2 separate regions of the Mus musculus genome follow, and region 1 is linked to region 2. The links are chromatin contacts, called in public Hi-C maps. All regions are on one chromosome and are shown on one strand. Each heading gives the region's core, a stretch centred on a gene start, on an enhancer-like site or on the middle of the called end of the contact. The rest is flanking DNA. Distances are from core to core; before and after follow the strand shown. Region 1 overlaps Secisbp2l (SECIS binding protein 2-like). Region 2 overlaps Cep152 (centrosomal protein 152).

Region 1 (2,700 bases), core at 11-2,510, 150 kb after region 2:
TCCCACAATCAGTGAGCACAAGTACTTGCTGCTTTAAGACATAGACGACCAGGTGCTACCAGTCATCAAAATTAAGTCTCTTATAAAAATATCTCGGGCTGGTGAGATGGCTCAGTGGGTAAGAGCACCTGACTGCTCTTCCGAAGGTCCAGAGTTCAAATCCCAGCAACCACATGGTGGCTCACAACCATCCGTAATGAGATCTGACTCCCTCTTCTGGTGTGTCTGAAGACAGCTACAGTGCACTTACATATATTAATAAATAAATAAATCTTTTAAAAAAAATAAAAAAATAAAAAAATCTCGAAACACTGTACTATAAAAAGTAGCACAAGGATAGATGAAACCATCTAGGAGGTAAAGGTGCTTGCCGTGAGGCCTGGCTGGCCTGTGCTTGACCCCTGGGATCCTCAGGAGGTGCAAGGAGAGCTTCCAAAGTTATTTGCTGAACTATACACATCCTCACACGTACGCACACACACACACAAAGAACTAGTATAAATAAAGAGAGGTCACTATTTCCTGCAGGGTTTACCTTCTAAAAGCCTTTAAAGCCTAGAAAACAATTAGAAATTGCGAAAGGGCCACAGTCTGGTTTGGCTTAAAAAGGAGTTGGTATTTGGGGAAAAAATCAAATATATACTTAACAAAAATCTCAGGGACAAGGAAACACCAGTAATAGATAGACGATACACTCTTGCAATCTGCCTCTATTGCTTTAAGAATGAAGGAGGAAAACACAAACAACAGATCTGCCAGGTAGAGTGGCACATGGCGCCAGCACCTGGGAGACTAAGGCAGGAAGGTCAGAGGTTCAGAGCAGCTCTGGTTGCAGAGCAAGTGCCAGCCTAGCCTCAGCTCTAGAGCAAGACCCTCCTCCAAACAAACAACATATACTTGGTGCTTGGCTTCTTTTTTCCACCAATTATCAGGCAGAGATAAAGCACTTAAAATATTTTTCACCACTGAGCAGTGGTGGCGCATGCCTTTAATTCCAGCATTTGGGAGGCAGAGGCAGGCGGATTTCTGATTTCGAGGCCAGCCTGGTCTATAAAGTGAGTTCCAGGACAGCAGGGCTACACAGAAAAACCCTGTCTCGGAAAAAAGAAAACAAAAAACAAAAAACAAAAAAAAAAACAAAAAACAAAAAACAAAAAAAAAAAGAAAAGGAAAAAAAATGGTTTTCACCTCAGGGTTACAAAATGAACAAACAACAAAACTAGGGCCAGGATGCCGACCAGGAACTTGGCAAGGCAAGTAGTTTCAATTCCAACAGAAAAAGTCGGTAAACACTTTGCGCATTTTGTTTAATCTTTATCATCAAATAAAGCTAAAGCCAAATTGCCTCATAAGCCTGAAACAAAAATGGCCTGACTGTGTAGGAATCACAGGGAAGGAAGGACCATTCCTCCTGTTTCCGTGAGGCCTAAGGGGTCTGTCAAGGGACTGTCTGAAGTGTTAGTCTCAGGGAGGCCAAGATCAGCAGGAGCAGTAAACAGACCCATTTATCCTGCTCTGATTTTTGGTCCATTCATACATAGTTATTTGACAGCCCTAATTCCTTAACTAGATATAAAGAATCCAGGAAGTCTATCTAAAATGAAAAAGAGAAATAATGACTAATAAACAACTCCCTGATTTGACAGCCAAACAACACACGAAAATACAGTCTCTGTAAATGCATAGCTGTGCACAGTCCACGCTGCATAACTGACAGGCAACTGCCCAGTCTGGCCACACTGTGGCACCAAGTAACCATCAATGTGACAATGGCACTAGTGTGCAAGAGCGTTAATAAGCCACATCAAAATATGCATGGTTGAAGAGATGGTTCAACAGGCAAAGGTGTTTGCTAGCCAGCCTGGTGACCAGAGACTGACCCTTACCCTACAAGCTGTCCAGACCTTACAGCCACTGTGCATTTAGAACCTAAAGACCAGACTGCAGTCCTTAAGCTCAGCCCCTCACTCTATTTTGGTTTGTTTGTTTGTTTGTTTGTTTGTTTTTTGAAACAGGGTTTCTCTGTGTAGCCCTGAATTGACAGCCCTAATTCCTTAACTAGACTTTGCTTTGTATACCAGGGTGCCCTCAAAGTAACAGAGCTCTGCTGCCTCTGCCTCCCGAGTGCTGGAATTAAAGGCATACACCACCATTGCCTAGCTCAAACAGCCATTCTTAAGAAAAGAGTGTCTAGGTTTTGATATGGAAGGAAACAGACACTGCAAGTGACAGGTAGGTGGGCTTTCCTTTTCTAAAGGTCATGACATACTCACCCAGACACAGAGTAGAAACACGGTACCATTTACATCCACATTCTCACCACCTCCACTCAACACACGACCAGTCATTATGCCCTACTTGCTAAGGCATTTAAAGTTAGATATGGGAGCTCCCTGTGTATGTGTGTGATATACATGCAGGTGTTCATGTGTGCGCATGTGCATGAGTGCACACCTTCATGTTCTCAGATGAAGCCTCAGGTGCCCTTTCTTAGAAAACAACCACGTTTGTTTCTTTAAGACAGGCTCTTCCATGGCCTGGGGCCTGCCAACTATGCAATCATGTGTGTGTCCCTTCCACTGTATCTTGCCACACTATTTTTTTGAGACACCACCTCTCTCAATTGAGCCTAGAGCTCACCAATTCAGCTAACGTGGTTGCCTCCCCAGTTCTGCGGCTACTGATGCACACCGTGTAGTA
Region 2 (2,700 bases), core at 3-2,502:
CGCCACAGGAGGGGTGAAACAAGCACGGAACCTGCTCTCACGTTACCTGAAAGGGACAACACCCGATAGCCCTGCCAAAGGCTCTCTTTAGTAGAAAGGAAATGCAGTCTTTTATGTTTATATTGGCACAAAATGGCCAATATAGTAATAAAATAGTAATTAACCATGTTAATTAACCAATGAAGAGAGGAGCGACCTCTGACGCCTTCTTCAGAAACAAAGTCATTGTAGAAAAAACACTTAGATCAGAGGAGAAAGCCAAATGACAGGTATCAGAAGACTAACACTTCAACTCCATAATGACACTCTTCATTTGTCTAATGCTTCTGTAAGCTTACATCAATAAATACATATAGAAAATTGTAAATACTTATTAACAAAGCAATTTGTACTCTTTTTTAAATTTAAAAACCAAAATGTCAGGCCAGGCATGGTGGTACATGCCTTTAATCCCAGCACTCAGGTCGAAGGTAGGCGTCTGTGAGGCCATCCTGGTCTACAGAGCAAGTTCCAAACCAAGGCTTTATGTACTAAGACCTGGTCTTTAAAAATGAAGAAGGAAAAAAATCTGAACATTAAAAGCATCCCTCTGCCTTACAGAAGGGAGTATAAATAAACTGTCTCAAAGCTTCATCATGCCGAATTCACTCCTTTTTTTTTTTAATTTTAAACTTTATTATTAAAAAAAAAAATGACACTAGAAAAAGTCATATACTAAAACTAGCCAGTCCCAAGTCTTTACAATAAACTTCTAAGCAGTAGTCATTCAAACAGAAGCTGTAGAACATTGGAGTGTACAGTTCACTATCAAATGCCGCGTGTACTTATCCACCATCAAAAACAGAGTCCGAGCCAGGAACAGACAAGGGATGAGGTCAGGCCTCCCTTCGGAGCTTGGACTCATTGCCTAGCCCGTCTTTCTTCTTCCCCAACATTAGCCTTTCTTGGTCTTTCTTCATGTTTACATATCTGTTTACATATATGCTATACTGCACATAGGCCATATATTACGCTTATGCTTGAGTTCCCGTATGAAGGAGAACATGCATGGTTTTCTTCATGAGGTTCTGTGGCCCTGGTTGCACTCATTCTTTAACTGCTATTGCTGGAAAATTGGGCACTACCATCAGTTATTCATTAACTTCTAAATGTCAACTTTAAAAAGATGTCTAATCAATCGCCTTAGCAATACATTAACTTGGTAAAATGCAGACTTTTAGGAACAGTTACGAAAGACATAAAGCATGTGACTGCAGGGACCCGAAGGAGCAGATCGGGAGTGACTGTCACCCCACTCCACCTCCACCACATGCTCCCTGTACTTCACTGTGCTTCAAATACGGAGAAGCCTCTTCACACTGGATGTTGATGCCTCAAGGCAAAGGAGCTCTTGTACTCTACAGCTATCCTGTGGCCCAAACAAGCTTAGAGCAACACTGTGTCCAGACAAAGTAGTCCAGGGTTCTCTCTGGCCTAGCCCTGGAGTCCTACAGTATTAAGGACAGCTTACCCAATCACTCTCGAGCCACACTGGCGCTTCAATGCTCACAATCATTCACCAGGAGCTTGGTGATAAGAGTTTCTGTCCATGAAAACACTAACGATAGTCACTGTACAGCTTGCTTGCTTGCTTCCTTCCTTCCTTCCTTTCTTTGTTTCTTTCTTTCTTTCTTTAACATTTCAGCTCAAATTTCTCCAGCTGCTTCAAGTGTTTTCCTTATGGACATATTTATACATACTCTACATCAAAGAAAAGGGCTGGGGAGTATGGTGGTTTGAGTAAGAATGGCCCCCTAAACTCTGAATACTTCGTCTCCAGGGAATGGCACTAATTTAAAGGATTAGGAGGCCTTAAGTGGTATGTGTCACTGGGGGTTAGGGGTTTCAAAAGCCCATGCCAAGCCCAGTGTGTGTGCCTCTCTCTGTCTCTGTCTCTGTCTGTCTCTGTCTGTCTGTCTGTCGCTCTCTGCCTACAGATCATGATGTAGCTCTCGGCGACTGCTCCAATAGCAGCAAGGATACAGACATGCTCCACACCATGGGATTACACCTCTGAAACTCTAGGTGAGGCTCAATTAAAAGCTTCCTTTTACAAAGCTGCCTTCGTCATTATGCCTCGTCATAGCAACCAAACAGTGACCATGGACAGGGGGCAAGTAACACATAACTAAACCTGAGAGCAGCATCGATTCTGAACAGCAAGTTTGTACAATCATCACGCTAAAAAATGTAAAAGTAAAGGAAAAATGAAGAAACTCATGGCTGAAGTGTTAATTACACGTTTCAGAGTGAGAAACCTAAGCCCGGGGAGATAAGGAATTCATGTTCCAAAGCAGACAAGAAAAGCACTAAGCTCAGGGTGCACTTAGTGTACTGAAATACGCAGGACAAAAGCTTTCCTCAGACACTTTGGTGTCAAATATTGCTACATTAGGGAGCACAACACAATGATTCCCAAAGAAGCAGTTAGGATTCAGTTTTATGTTCTCTTTATCCCACCAGCAAAGCTCCCTACCAACATTTTCTCGTGAGGGGCTGGGAATGAAAATGAGGGCCTTACAAATGAGACACATGCCCCTACCATTGAGCAGCAGTCACAGCTGCAACCCTTGGCTTTTTTGAGACAAAGTACAGCCGTCTCACCAGACAATTCAGGCACCAGTCAACTCTGGTTGGCCTAGAGTGTTCGGTGTACACACA

Evidence for each region. Hi-C and Micro-C count contacts between places; a contact is called where the count stands out from the background.
Region 1: a Hi-C map of liver shows a contact between it and region 2, with 5 times the contacts expected there. The contact joins two enhancer-like sites. A contact is called at or near these places in 1 of 484 Hi-C or Micro-C datasets (liver) and 2 of 9 other capture datasets (adipose tissue and pancreatic islet).

Annotation. Positions count from the first base shown.
Region 1 is chr2:125,763,476-125,766,175 of GRCm38.p6, forward strand. All of the region lies in intron 7 of Secisbp2l (SECIS binding protein 2-like), which reads right to left. Among named protein-coding and RNA genes, the nearest start is that of Secisbp2l, 18 kb to the right of the region's middle. Within about 2 kb of position 1,261, at least 4 of the 459 cell types and tissues checked have an H3K27ac peak or open chromatin away from gene starts, as enhancers often do. A contact at or near this core is called in liver, where this site is marked.
Region 2 is chr2:125,614,784-125,617,483 of GRCm38.p6, forward strand. The region is part of intron 6 of Cep152 (centrosomal protein 152); the gene reads right to left. Among named protein-coding and RNA genes, the nearest start is that of Cep152, 9.0 kb to the right of the region's middle. Within about 2 kb of position 1,253, at least 9 of the 459 cell types and tissues checked have an H3K27ac peak or open chromatin away from gene starts, as enhancers often do. A contact at or near this core is called in liver, where this site is marked.